2 separate regions of the Bicyclus anynana genome follow, and region 1 is linked to region 2. The links are chromatin contacts, called in public Hi-C maps. All regions are on one chromosome and are shown on one strand. Each heading gives the region's core, a stretch centred on a gene start, on an enhancer-like site or on the middle of the called end of the contact. The rest is flanking DNA. Distances are from core to core; before and after follow the strand shown.

Region 1 (7,833 bases), core at 4,487-6,986, 40 kb before region 2:
TGTGTACTAGGACCTATTTGCTTTATAGCAACCAACATGTTTTTGGATTAAACTTATAGCTAAAATCTAACCAAGTAAATAATCCAAAAACTAAGTAAACATTTAGGTATTTATTAGTACCTATTAACTAATAACCTGAAAAAAATTACTCTTATGTGAAAGTAGCGTGAGAAACCAAATTACTCGTAATTTAGATATATAAGTACGAATATAATACATAATATATTGTCTCGTACGTAATTAACGCTAAAATTTATTTATATTTCGTATCTTGGCCCTGATTTATTTTAAGATTTTCTTTTAGCTTTGAACTTAAAAGAATAAATATGTTAGCTATCAAAGTGCATTTTTTATATTCAAATCTTCAATGATACTTTCGATGTAACAAACTTATTAATTTCTTGGCTAATACCATAGTATAATATGCGTCAATCTTTGAGTCTGACAGGAATATAGGTAGTATATCTCCTCAGTTTAATCCAGGGTTGCCACCTTTAGGGAAAAAAATCGGCACAATTGGGCATCCATCAGAGACGTTCAGCGTTTGGTCTAATCAAAATATGACACATGTGAGACAGTGTAAGGAAAAAGAATTTATTTTATATAATTAATTTTTCCATACATATTTCTTGTTGTTTTACGAGCCGCTCCTTTCGCATATTGTAAAAAATCGGGACAAAATCGATAGGCCGTCGGGACGCGGGCCCTCGTCTTTAAAATCGGGACTGTCCTGGCAAAATCGGGACGGTGGCAACTCTGGTACAATGTGTTGAAATTGAGAGCCAACTAGAAGTTTAGTGCATTGCATATACTACAATAATATAGTAAACACAGGGCCTTCATACTCTATTGTAATTGTATCATGTCAAACTTGACCTTACAAAATATTTCGTGCGTAGTTTCGATATCGCAAAATGTATGTCTGTGAGTTGATCGTAAACTATCTACCTATCTAGAAAGATAAGATAACGGAAACGATTACACATAATTATGAATCAGCCACATAAATCAAAACGATATCGTGCGAGTTGAAGGTGTATTCAAACTAAACCGTCTATAGCTCTGTTTGAATTCATTTATGCTATCTAAGTAGATATGCAATTCACACAAAACAAATGACAGTGTTTGATCGTGCATGAAGTACTTAGTGTGAATTATCACAAGTTCTTACAAGCTATAAGAATTCAAATAGATATAAGAATTACATTAATAATTAAGCACAATTTTTAACACAAACTAAATTCTTAAACTAGGATACACTCGATGCAGCATAATTATCGAAAAAATACAAATCTTAAAAGTAAAATGCACCTATTTAAACTAGGAACTATAAAATGATGTAATATAATTAACTAATATCGTATGTACGGTCGGTAGAATATATAAAAAAATATCTAATTGAACCAAAGTGCATTAAGCATGCGATGTTTTGTTCCTGTATATATTTATAATTTTCGGTATTTACTCCTTTTACAAAATCTAATATAAACACACACGGTCCAATATACCCACATGCTTAGCTTGTCACGATGTACATGACGGCTCGACTTGAAGCAAAAATCGCGACAACACACGTTGCATACTTTATCGGACGTGTCATGCCGGCAGCGCTGTAGGCATTTGGGTTTATCGGACCGTGGGTAGCTAGCTGTAATATCCAGTAGTAAGGTCTTTGTCATACCTACCCCCATTATTAATGGTTGTAGGCAGATACGTAGGTATAAATATTTAATATCAACCATCACCTTGTAATTTAACAGAAACACGAAAGAATTACATAGTCTACGCTGTTTAGAGGTAAACTTATAAAAAAATTAAAATGTGTTCCCGGGCATCAAACCCGCTACTTTCCATGCGTTTCCAGCACACCTTCGTAGGCAACACCGTTCGGAAAATCACAAAATTAAAGTATTTATATTTTTTACAGTATGTCCTAGTTCTATCACAGTAATATATTTAAAAACTCACTTAGTAGGTAGATGTCTAAATCTAAAACAAAAAAAAATCAGTCAGTCATTAAATTTTCGAAAAAAAAAATTAATAAGAGAACTGATTTTAGTATGTTAATATATTAAATAAAACTAAGTATAAGATTTATATAGGCACATATCAAAAAGTACCTAACAACATGTTATGGAGAGTTCCGTCGGAGTAGGCTTATTCTGGTAATTATAGACTCTTGCTTTAATAAGAATTCGATTCTATAGCCGAGAAATCAGGCACAGGTTCTAAGGCCGTTTACTTGATCTTACAGGTACACCTCAGTCAATTCCTGATAATCATAAACACGTTTTATACTGAATTTAAATTTCACTGATGAACACACAAGTTTTTACTTGAAACTAAAAATACACTGTTTTCATTTTTAATATCAATTTAGAACGAAATCTTTTCAATCTTCAACAGACAACTAGTTAGTCTGGTCCAACCGCAATCCGCACCTGCTACAATAAGAACTCTCCATAATTAATATAATAGTCTTAATTTAAATCTAATTTCGTAATAGTCCGCCTTCATGTGGCACAAATTAAAATGAAGGTAGTAGGTACCTTGTAATTTTTTTATTAATGGAATGATCTAATGATTCTAATGTAGCGTTATTGCCAGCAAACTTACCGAGATTCCTACATTATTGCTAAATTTGCACTTAACTAATTAATTACTCAATGGGTAGAATTTCGCACTCAATTAGCTCATAGAAAACATAACCAGTTCTTATAAATAACATGAAATATCAAATAAATAAATGTTCATACTTCGACAGGCTCATTCATATAATTTCAACTTTTTTTTCCAAACATGTTAACACTGCCAATTAAAGTTATTCTTCAGGCGTTAAACAGGGTAAATAATTTAACGCCAAGTTAATAATATTTCATATACATAATTAAAGTTTTTAACGCTTGACCCAAAAATACTGTGTCCATGCCTTCCGTCAAAACTTCACAAACGGATCGAATAAACAATTTCGATGTACTTTTTCTGTTCGAAAGTTGACTTTGATGAGGGTGTACCACTTAATGTCGGGATTTTTAAAAATATTTTTGTACTAGAATACCGCTTTTATTTAAATCAGCCTCTCTAGCGCCCTTACAATAGTATTGCTTTTAAATTAATAAAGATATATGAGCACATTCTATACGATTTTACTCTTTAAATAGAACCATATTAGAATTTCTACCGATATTGTCATATAGTAGAAATTCTATCTCACCAATACAATTTGGTTCAGATAACGAATTCGAAGATTGTAGGGTTTTAGTCCTTATGAGTCTGAAATATCTTTCACCTTTCCGCGGGGAGAAAGTTCATGAAAATTTCTCCACAAAAAATGTATTTGTTACTTGAATACGTTTAGCACTACTACAATTTGTGAGCAGGTAGTAGGTAGGTAAACCTACAATATTCGTGAAATAAACTAAACATACCAGTTCCCAAATAGTAGATACTGCATGCTGGCAGAGATAAAATAGGCAAATGCAGATGTGGCAGGAACGGATTGACTGTAAGATCCTGGACGCATTAATGTTACGAGCCAACTCCTATGGTTGGACAATGTTGAAAAAGCCCAGACATATTTATATTACATTATGACAAAGTATTGTAAATATCAGCCAATAGCCTGGCGTTCTTAGCTTTTAAATTTGGCGCGTAACATGAAAAATGTAAAAAGTAAGTAGGATCTAATGGATTGGCCGTGGATGGTCTCATTTTAAATCAGTCTTGAATTAATGATGCCATTATCCTGTGTAAAGTGTGAATATTTTAAGATTGTTTTGGATCTGAATACCTTATTAAATTTAATTGTGACTAGATTATTCTAATGTACTCAATAATTCAATAAGTACAAACTTCGTAAAATCTTGTCTACCTATACCCAGAATAAGTATTTTTTTTTATATAATATAACAAGTAAGTATTTACTTATTAATTTATCCAACTCATTTAAATATAGTAACAACAACAAAAATCTAAGACATTTTTGTAATAAATAAATTATAAAACATTTTTAAAGAAGACTGCAGTTATAATCAATCATTTGTATCCACAAGAAAGCCCACAGATAAACTGTCTATCCAAGCACAGTGGGAACACCTTATAATTACTAATATATAAAGTTATAAACATATACATATGACTATACTAAAGCCTTACTCGAAGTTACTGTTTACCTACGAACAAATTAAAATGAAGGTATAAAATGCATGTCATTTCATAACTTATTTAATTTAAAATATGTATTACTTTTGATACAATTTCATTCAAAATTATATCTCATTGTTCTAAGCTTATTAATCAACTTTATTATCATTAATTTAAGAACAATTAATTATTGTTAGATGTGAAATGACTAGCGATTTGTTTTTTGGTAAACAATGCACAACGAGTATGTCTTTAGTATGTCTTTAGTAGTATAGTGCCCTAAACAGTAAGTTCTCAAATTATAGGTAAAACAGTTACATCGATGTTTATTTAATTTTATAATCAATCTAAATCTAAATATATCAATCGTTTTGATGATAATAATTAACATATTTGAAATTACCGCTACTGTCACGTTTCAAAATAAGCATTTACGTAAATCGCCTAGTTAAAAAATGGTAATTTACATCCAAATACATATTTTTACTTGCTCACGTGACTAAGGCGTTACTTTATGATTAAAGCTTAATCGATATAGAATTATTAGATATATAGATTAAAATGATGGATTTACGCCGATGTAATATTTTGTTTATTTGAAAACTTACAGAAAGGCCACAGGTCTAACCTAATATCCTACACGTAACAGCAAACCATAGGCATTCTGGTATTATGTACCTAGGTACATACATAATTAACAGTCTATTTTTGATTTATCGCACTTTTAACGCCACTTAGCCTAACTAATAACACCTCTTAATAAATTAATAATAAAAACATAATAAATCGTTCTATTTTGTACAAAAATACAAATGTTTCTTGCGAAACAATTTTTCATTATTTAATTTCAAAGCCGCTGGCTTTCGTACGCACGGACACTTTACATTTTAAAAATATTATGATAGTATGTTATAAGTAAAAAGTGTGTATATTATAAGTAAAAAGTTATAAATAGGTTGATATAATATTAATAATAATTCTTTACTTCAGGTTATACACCCATTTAAAATACACAGATATACAAATAATAATTAAATAATACCTAATAATATAAATATTAATTAATTAGGTATCTACCTACATTATATAGGAACCTAATAATATGAGAAGTACATTTTGGTGAATCACTGAATATCATTTATTTTAATTTTCAAAGTCCTTTTAACCAGTTCTTCGGTATGACCACAGAACATGAAAACGCGGGTAATGCCTGAGTTGAGTTTTAAAACCAGTGCCGTAGCGTGGGTATTCGCCGTTTGGAATTGAGGGAGGGCCCTTGCTGATGCCCTCTTTAGTATGCCGCGCACGACCATGTTACGCCACTGTCCTTAAGAGCCCACATAAATTATGTATATCTTTTTACTTATAATAATATCTGTAATTTTATTCACTACACGCATCGCAACAACAAATAATTTTCATTGTAATGTTGAATTTTAAACTGAATTTATTATTGAATCGCGACGCTTTGCGAAGTTTAATGTGCAGTGCGAACGATGGCTTTTAAAAATTGATCTAAACGACTATGGGTATAGTCCACCTTGGTTGTGCATGAGGTACTGTAGGTTGAGGCTCGGGTCAGTGCTACAGTGCGAGGCGCTGGCTGTACGCTGGCTCTACGCTTGCACCTCGCGCTCTCGACACGCCACCGCAGCTACCAGCGCCGCGCCGCGACCGCTGCCGTCCTCCGACAACATCAGGTCGAACTGAAATAAACATTACACAATTAAACATATTTTTTTTAAAAGAATATTTGCCATATCTTGACCAATATTCCCATTCCCCTCCAACTAGTCGGCATAGACTGTGTTAGGAGTGGATACGACAATAGACCAACGGGGCGGGGATCGAACCACCACCCCTCGGTGATGTGTCCGACCGCTTTACCGTTGAGCTATTGAGGCTATGGAACATGCATGCATCAATATGGAATATGGAATATTGGAACAAAGTTCTTTTATGCGACTCGGAGTGAACAAACAGAAATCGTCACAAAATCTGTTAGTTTTATATATTTTCTCGAATGAAACTTTCAATGTCTATGTATTTAAATGTTATTTTTGTTATCGTCATCATTTTAATTTATACCGTACCATTTTTTTATACATAACCCAACTAATTATTCGCTATTAGGAACGCGAGGAAAAAAGATATTCATATTTATTTTTCTCATGTTGGCCAGTCGGTGCGCAATTTTGGCATGCCTTGCTCCGCCACTGCTTATTCTTTCATAATAATAAAATCTCAAAAGTATCTAAATACTTGGACTTTGCTCACGAGATTATCTCCATGTGGAATGTTGAGTCAACTATTATTGTTCCAATAGTCGTTTCAGTCAATGGTCTTATAGCGAAAAGCTTCGACCAACACCTTAAGAAGCTTTTGATTAACTGTTGGATCAAGAGTCGGATACAGAAGGCAGTGATTCTTGAGACGGCGCGTGTTGTGAGGAGGTTCCTCACTCTAGAGCCCTGACCACCGGTTGCTTGGGCACTCAAATGTCCGCAGCGGGAGGGTTAAAGTTTTAGTAGTGTTTTGTATATTTTGTATGTATAACATTGTTAAAAATTAAAAAAAAGAAGATAAATAAATGAGAGAATACAAATATTCCTCTATTGGACGTAATATTTACATTAGTCATAAAATTGTATTAATTTTAGAAATATTTAAGTGATAGTTTGTCTCAAAATAGATTGGATACATGCTCGAGCGTGACATAGTCTGCAATTTCTCAAAGGCAGGACAAACTAAGCTCATATTGGCGTATGGCGACGCCGTTCAAATGCGGATTGGCGGTTTTGGCTGACTTGAAATAATAATTCACTAATGAGGCAGTTATTCAATTATTATTTGACGAATCTGAACAGTAATGGTGTTTAAGCAAATGAGTAGGTACGTGACGTGCTTATACTTTGCAGTATTAATTTTGTGATAAACATTAAATAATTTAGAGATAAGGTTAGTGAACTCAGATAACAAACCGCGTCATAATGGGTGTGTTTTGTTCAAAATCAAAAAGTGTATAGTCACTCGGCAATATACTCGCAATATGCTTGAAGCCTAAAGGGGCCTGACTTTTCACCGAGAGTTGGTTGGTGGTTCGATCCACGTCCGGTGGACTAATGTCGTACCCACTCCTAACACAGTATTTTCTGACTAGTCCAAGGAAACCGGGAATATGTTTATATCACACTTCACACTAATATATAAATGCGAAAGTTTGTTCTAAGTGTGTATGTTTGTTCCTCTTTTTTACAGCGGCTACTAAAGCGATTTGACTGAAATTTGGAATGGAAATAGATTTTACTCTGGATTAACACATAGGCACACTTTTCATCCCGAAAAAATACCTACATGGTTCTCGCGGGCTTTGTGAAATACTGAATTCCACGCGGACGAAGTTGCGGGCGTCCGCTAGTTTAAAATAAAATAATATATTGTTAGCAGGGGCGATTAAATGTAGGTCTTTTCGGACTTAGCTAATTAATAACAGAACACTAACTTTTATGTTTTATTTTATTCAGAGATAAAATTTAAACGGGCCGTTTGGTTAACCTAAAACGTTGGTATCGAAAAGGGGCTCGCCCGTCGCGTGTCATTGGCTCTTATCAACAATACGTATGAGCTACATAATATGAGCTGCTTACGAGTAAATAAGTTCATAACCTTAATTGAATATTAAATATTTGG
Region 2 (7,422 bases), core at 4,689-7,188:
GTTTTTCTGAAACTTATGTGGCAGTAATGTAAAAATTGGGTCAGCGTGGTGGACTAACCTCTCTCATTCTGAGAGAAGACTCGAGCTCACCAGTGAGCCGAATATGGGTTGATAATGGTGACGATGATGATGCTCTGATATTTGTTGGGAAAGAGTAAAAATCACATTGGTTTTTTATTTTTACATTTGGCTAGTTACCACCCTACCGACAATGACGTTCTGCCAAGCGATTTAGCGTTCCATTACGATGCCGTGTAGAAACCGAAAGGGGTGTGGATTTTCATCCACCTCCTAACAAGTTAGCCCGCTTCCATCTTAGACTGCATCATCACTTACCATCAGATAAGATTGTAGTGAAGGGCTAATTTGTAAAGAATATTAAAAAAAAAAATAACTATCTATCAATAATCGGATTAACACTTGATATTAGTAGGTTTTACTCGTATGTCAACAATGTTCAAATAAAAATTAAAATAAACCTCCCAATAGCAACTACCGTGCATTTTTACACAAAGTCAACTTGATCGGAGTCCCCGGTGACAAAATGAATCATGATCGCTGGGATGCTGGCATAAATCATGTTAGGAAGGAACTCTATTTAGTATGTGCCTATAGACTAATGATTATTATTTTTTTTATTAAAACTAGCCTACGCCCCTCGGTAGTTCCCGTTGCCGTGAGAAAATATCGCATAAGACATTTACAAATAACGTGGCGTAGGTGGTAAAATAATTTTTAAAATCGGTTCAGTAGATCACGAGATTACCCCCTACAACACATCAAACTTTACCTCTTAACATTAATATACGTGCTTTTATTCTAACAATATAAATAATTGTATGAAAATAAATAAACTTGCTTGATTAATTAAAGAAAACTCCAAGTTTAGTGATATTACTTTTAGTTATAAGTCACGATCTTACATAAATATGTAAATGTAGACAAAGTTTTTAAATGACTAACCTACTTTAGTATTGTTTTATGTAAGAAATATAAATAGAGGAAAATAATATCTCACTAATTTTTCATTCATGGTTGATAGACATTTTTAAAAATAATTGGACTTACCATGAGAGATTCATGGTAATAATATATATATATTTATATATATTATTACCATGAATACATACATAAAGTTAGGTACTACCTTCGAGTACCTACGAAATGCTACAGACGATCCTTCATTCGACCTCTACGAATTTTTTACTGAATTTTTATGAAACTTGCTTAGCTACATTTTTATTAGTAGGTGCCAAAGTTACTTAAGTACGAAAGTTAAGAGAAAGTTCTAGTAGAAAGATAATTAATTTAGGTTATCCTTTAGGTACTCGTATTAATATAATATATAAAAATAAAAGTAAAATACCTAAAAGCCATTCTCTAGGTAGACCCAAGTGTACTCAGGTGGTAGAGCACGTGAATATTGAAATGCTAACGTAGTTTCAGGAAAATTATAATGGATTTTTTTCCAAAATTAAATTAATAATTATGATTTTCTGCACTGATTGCAATGACCTAAAGGCTCTCTCTGTATTTGTATGTCTGACTGTTATGTCGTAAATATATCAAATGGATGAATCGATTTTTGGCCGGGAACCGGGAAACGGGCCTTTTCTATGAATATCGGATAAGTCTATCCGGTGTTATCTTCAGTTTTTTTCAAGAAAGAAATTTCTGATATAAAAGCTTTATTGGCTGGCAGTTATTTATTTTTGTAAATAGCATCGCTTATCACTTTAAATAATAAATACTTACAAAGAGTTATTTTTTGCGAGATGATTAATTTAGAGCAGGGGATTCATTTAATTTAATTTATTAACGGTTTTACATTTTTTTCTTCTTATACTGAACATATTTTTACGATAACTATAAGCAAATCCCTACCTAGTACTATAGTATAAAGTATATAGTACTAGTGTTTGAGTGTGTGCAAATATTACGTAATCATTTTCTTTATTTACTGCAGACTTGTCAAGTTTCAGCACGAATTGTTACTACATTTTCACGGTTCGCTTGTAATTATGAGATTATAATAAAATGTTTGCATACCTTGAAATCCACCAAATCCATTGTAGTTTTCCGCCTTTTAAATACAGTCACTGAGTACCACACTTGAAAGCGTAATGACTAGAATATTTTCCACACGTCTTTCTATAGCCTCCTGTCAATAAAATCCTTTTATCTTCAGTTACACAATAACAATCTTTATCTAAATTGACACCGTGAATTGCCGCAATTATATTGGCACTCTATAAACATTAAAGACAATAATTCTTATATCGATTATTGTGAGGGGGGCGTTATGTGCCTATACTATTTTACTCGAGTTTTCTTAGACACTGTTGTTTCTTAGAGCGATAGTGTAATACCTAGCACAGTTTGTATTATAGGCACCGTCTTATTATTTCCACTGGGTTTGTGTAGATTTTCTTTGGCACGTTTAGATATTATAATAATGTTACTTGGACTGCTACCAACTAGGAATGGACTATTGACTTTGAGAACGCAGATATAACCACGTGTTATGTAATTGTTTACATTTAGTTTATTGAATTATTTACTATTGCGTTTTATTATCGACTCGAGTAACCTATCTATCTTATTTACTACGATAGCTTTTACTTATCTTCAATAAATTTTATGACCCATTAAATAAATAATTAATTTGATTCCTATCATCCCCCAGTAAATACCCAACACATAATATTTACTAACATCATTAAACTACATTAAATAAGGTATTATATGCGCACTAATAAGAGGCTATCTAGTATCTATATCTACCTACTAAAATTATATAGAGGTATAAAGTTCAAGGTTTTGTAGAGGGGTTAATCTCTGGACCGATTTTTAAAAATCTTTTACCTCTAGAAAGCCACGTTAATTTTTAATATTTAATGAGTGTTTTTTTAAAAATAAAAAAATAAAATAATTTATTTTGGTAACATCAATCAGTAACAAATAATAATTAAAGGCTAGGCTTCTGTATAAGAGTTGTAAACTCATGTGACAGAAGGCTCCGCTCTTACATAATAAACCGTGATGAAAATTAATTAAAATTTAAAAAAATATAAAAATTTCATCCCCCAACCTTACGAGAACGGGAGACACCGCGGGCTATCGGCTAGTTTAAAATAAAACAAATATTCGTTTTTAAGTAAGTGAATAGGTGTTAGAACATACAAGAATACCTAGATGGAACAAAATCGTTAACAAAAGTTTTCTTTGTATAGATTTTCATTTTTCTTTTAACAGGGAAAAATAAACGAAGACTTTTACACGTAAATAGGTTAGTAACAAAGAGCTATGCAAAATTAATGTTAATGTTATTTTATCATTAGGTACCTTATCCTTGTTTAAGCTTTCCGTGGATTAAAAAAAAACGACAACGGATAAAGTAATAAAACAACAAGTGAAATAATAATGTCAAACATGCTTTATCTTAATCCGTACAAATTTTTATCCTACCCATATACTCGTAGGTACCCACTTGTTATTCTAGATTTGTAGAAATTATTATAGTAGGGGAGCCCAAGAGGGATTTATTCAAGCCCGGCAGATTAACTAAAGGCAGGACACCTTGCATGTTGTTGAGTACCGACCTCCACCAAATATGAGCTCCGGTTGATAGGTACGTTTAGGCTTAGGGCAACAGAAAAAAAAAATCATGTTCAGATATAGGTACTCAACCAGACCAACATATAGAGGAGTAGGTTAATAGCTAAAATGTACACATTTAAAAAATCTGAGGATTTTAGAGTGACTTGGGTTCCTAGAGAATGGGAAAACAACGTTTTTCTACAGGATTTATTCGGAGAGTGCGCCCAGGAACTTTTTGATTTAGTACTTACTTTCTTCCTAGTCCTAGTCCTTCTTCACCTTTTTATCATAGAGTCGAATCGAAATAGGCATCGAAGAGGTCTGCATCCAAACGTAACGTAAAGATGACCATGCATTTCGGCTCTTCGATCCTGCTCCTCACTGCGAAGTTATGGAATGCCCTTCCAGTTTCTGTTTTCTATACCACCATGGGTATTTTCAAGTCAAGAGTGAATGGGCATGTTCTAGGCAAGCATGATTGCACCCAAGCGCTTGCCTAAGTAATAGTTTAGTAAGCAAATCTTTTGCCACAATCAAAGCTCTGGCGACTGGAGACATGATTTCTCATGAATACAAAATATCAAAAAAAATGCGTTCTATACTTGGATAGTTAAGGATTTGGAGCCTTAAAACCGAAGCGTGAATAGAAGCGTGGGCTGATAAACTGTAAGCCTTCCTGAAATGAGGTACGTCTGGCTATCGTAGGCTCTCAGTCTATGCTCGTACCTAATGACTTTTCCAGTAAGCCCAACCTTAGTTCTAGCACTTACTATGCTTTTACATATATCTTCTGTGGTGGCCTGAGTAATCTATCTATACTTATAATAAAAGTGTAACAGGTCAAAGTCTGTACATTGAAGATATTTTGTACTGAAGCCAAAAATATTTTTTATTTATTTTTTGTGTCTGTCCTTATTTTTGTTGACTGATCATGATCGCTGAAAGTACTGAATGTCTAATTCAGTAGTTTCAGCGTGATGCCCGATCACGCTAAAACTACTGAATGAATTTAAATGAAACTTGTCACGATTTGAGACCTTAATAACGTAGAAGCTTTTGTCGCGAAAATTAAATCAGAAAGAGGCGAAACAGGGGTTGAAAGTTTGTATGAAAAGTCCTTCATTTTTCAAATTACATTTGTACTACCTACTAGAAAAATACTAAAAATAAGGGATGGAAATTGTATTAATATAAATCGTTAATTTTTTGAGTTATAGTTTTGTAAAATGATTAGTGCATTATTTATTATATACCTATAAAACATATAAAAATATAAATAGAAGGGGGTGAAATAGGGTTTAAATGTTAACATCGTTATCCACGCGGAAGAAGTCGCGGGCGTCCGCTAGTAACATATATAATATTACAGTTCATATGATAACTGGACAAATAGATTATATTATGTTATCTACTTTATTGCTAAACAGGTTCAAATGATTGGCAATCTAATTAACTATAGTAATGTAATGTATAATTTGTATTGAATTATTATCATAGTTAAAGCAAATAGTTGTGTTGTATTATCCAACGACATTTTATACTGTAGACATGTTTCATGACTATAAAATCACCGCAAAAAGTGATCCGAATTTAGCGCCTTTACTGAGCACACACATGTACAATTTTGTGTTTACTTACATTATACTTTACGTTTATATAAAACAAACAAACAACTCGACATTGTAATACACGACAGTGATGTAGACATTCTAAATACAAATAAAAAAACTAATATAGGTATTCTCAATACGTCGCATGAGTAATTTTCAATATTATTCAAGAAAATCGCGTTAGCCTAATAAGATTTAGTGACTAATTAGATTAACGTAATTGATGTTAGTGTTAAATCTTGAAATATATGAAAATATATTATGAAAAAAGTTTGTACATGGGTTTCACCGGCCTCACCGCGCTGCTTGCAAAGACTCATTCTGTATCATTCTTTATTCTGTGTATGCGACTCAATGAAATTAAGACAATTTGCCGCTTTTGTTCACCTCAGTTTTAACGCGCTAGACATATCTCTATTATAAAATCTTTGGTTGGTATATTATATTATCTATTATAATATCGCAATATTTTGTTAGTCGTAACGCCACGTAACGCCCTCTCTATGTCTATTACGTAACTTCGATGTAGGTTGAGACTCCCGAGTCTCGCTTACGCCATCTTACTGTAACAGTCAGTATCATTACCGTGACTATGATATTCAATGTTACAAGTCACGATCACAATGACGAAATCGTTAACGACATTTTAAATAGATGGAGCTAAGTTACAACGAATTTATTGATCTACTCGTACTTGTAACAACTACCGTAAGATGCCGCATCTTTGCCGACCTAGCCCTACTTTGCCTGTTGTGTTTTTTTTCATTTTATTAGTAAAGTATTATATCTATCATTTCCAAACTGGACGAGTTATTATAACGCGTGGCAACACTAACTTTTGTCTGTGGTATAATATTTGTAAATTGTCAGTGAGCTTCAAAAATTGGTAAATGGAGGCCGCCGGTCATTTGTGCGTGCGAAAACTTTTTAGTTTGTGAGTATTTTACTATATTTATACTGATTTCAAAGACTTATACTATATTATAACTCATCTTCCGTCTTTCTATCGAAGATTTGCGCTTTAAACACGATTTTATTGATGTAAAATTAAGAAAATATCAAAATGCTGTCCTTTTAAAAAAGAGCGACGAAACTTTGCCTAGGGCTAGGGTTGCTACTTTTCAGTTTAAGATAGAACTAGTCAAATCACATGGTTTCATATTCGAGTTAAGTTAAAACGGAGAATAACTTTTCAATTTTTGTTGTCAAAATGTTTGCTATTTTTATTAATGTCATAATCTATCTATGTACCTATCCTACTAATATTATAAAAACGAAAGTTAGTATGGATGTATGTTTGTTTGGATGTTTTTTACTCTTTAACGCCGCTACTACTGAAGCAATTTGGCTGAAATTTGGAATGGAAATAGATTTTACTCTGGATTAACACATATACCTATGCTTTTTTATTCCGAAAACATCCATGGACTCTCGAGATTTGCGAAAACCTGATGAATTTGATGGTGTAAATGTTTGTTACTCTTTCACTCGACTACTGAACCGAATCACCTGAAATTTGAACTAGAGATAGATTATAGTATGAATTAACACACAATACTTTAAAAAAAAAAATTCTACGCGGAAGAAGTCGCTGGCGTCCGCTAGTATTAAATTATCCAATTCTTACATATTTTTTTTCCTTTTTTGTAGTAATTGAAGATGCCTCGCCAATACGTTAATTACTCTGCCGAAATGTTAAACGTAGCGGTGGATCTAGTTAAATCAAAAAAAATATCGTCATACGAAGCAGAGAAGCAATTTGGCATACCCAGGCGAACAATTTTGAATAAATGCAATGATCATCACCAAAAAGCTGTAGGTCATCCTACACTTCTAAGCGCAGAAGAAGAAATCCTAATAGCTGATACTGTGAAAGTATCAGCTGAATTTGGCAGTCCCTTAACCTTATTAGATTTACGTATCGTGGTGTATCACCACTTAGAAAATAATGGAAAATCACATATTTTTCATGGAAAGATGCCCGGGGAACGCTGGGCACGTAATTTTTTAAGACGGCATAAAATGACTCAACGTATAACGCAGAACATAAAGAAAAGTCGCGCATCAAAGTCCGTTGCCGAGTTAAATGAATACTTCAAACACCTAGAAGTTGAAATTGCAAATGTACCTCCGTCGAATTTACTCAATTACGACGAAACTAACCTGAGCGACGACCCTGGTTGCAATAAAGCGATATTCAAAAAAGGAATAA

Evidence for each region. Hi-C and Micro-C count contacts between places; a contact is called where the count stands out from the background.
Region 1: a Hi-C map of whole body shows a contact between it and region 2, with 2.2 times the contacts expected there. The contact joins the enhancer-like site here to the promoter of LOC112053631 in region 2. A contact is called at or near these places in 2 of 2 Hi-C or Micro-C datasets (whole body and whole larva).

Annotation. Positions count from the first base shown.
Region 1 is chr13:5,631,299-5,639,131 of ilBicAnyn1.1, reverse strand. LOC112046122 (hexokinase type 2) reads right to left here. Exons shown (of 9, transcript XM_024082642.2): 9 at 1-5,849. The coding sequence ends at 5,760. LOC112046089 (ras-related protein Rab-4B-like) reads left to right here. Exons shown (of 4, transcript XM_024082580.2): 4 at 1-1,112. Among protein-coding and RNA genes, the nearest start is that of LOC112046089, 7.9 kb to the left of the region's middle. Within about 2 kb of position 5,736, at least 6 of the 8 cell types and tissues checked have open chromatin away from gene starts, as enhancers often do.
Region 2 is chr13:5,592,287-5,599,708 of ilBicAnyn1.1, reverse strand. It overlaps LOC112053631, which reads left to right and starts at 5,938. Exons shown (of 2, transcript XM_052885039.1): 1 at 5,938-6,144; 2 at 6,861-7,422. The coding sequence starts at 6,870. It overlaps LOC112046122 (hexokinase type 2), which reads right to left and starts at 2,270. Exons shown (of 9, transcript XM_024082642.2): 1 at 2,050-2,270. The coding sequence starts at 2,070.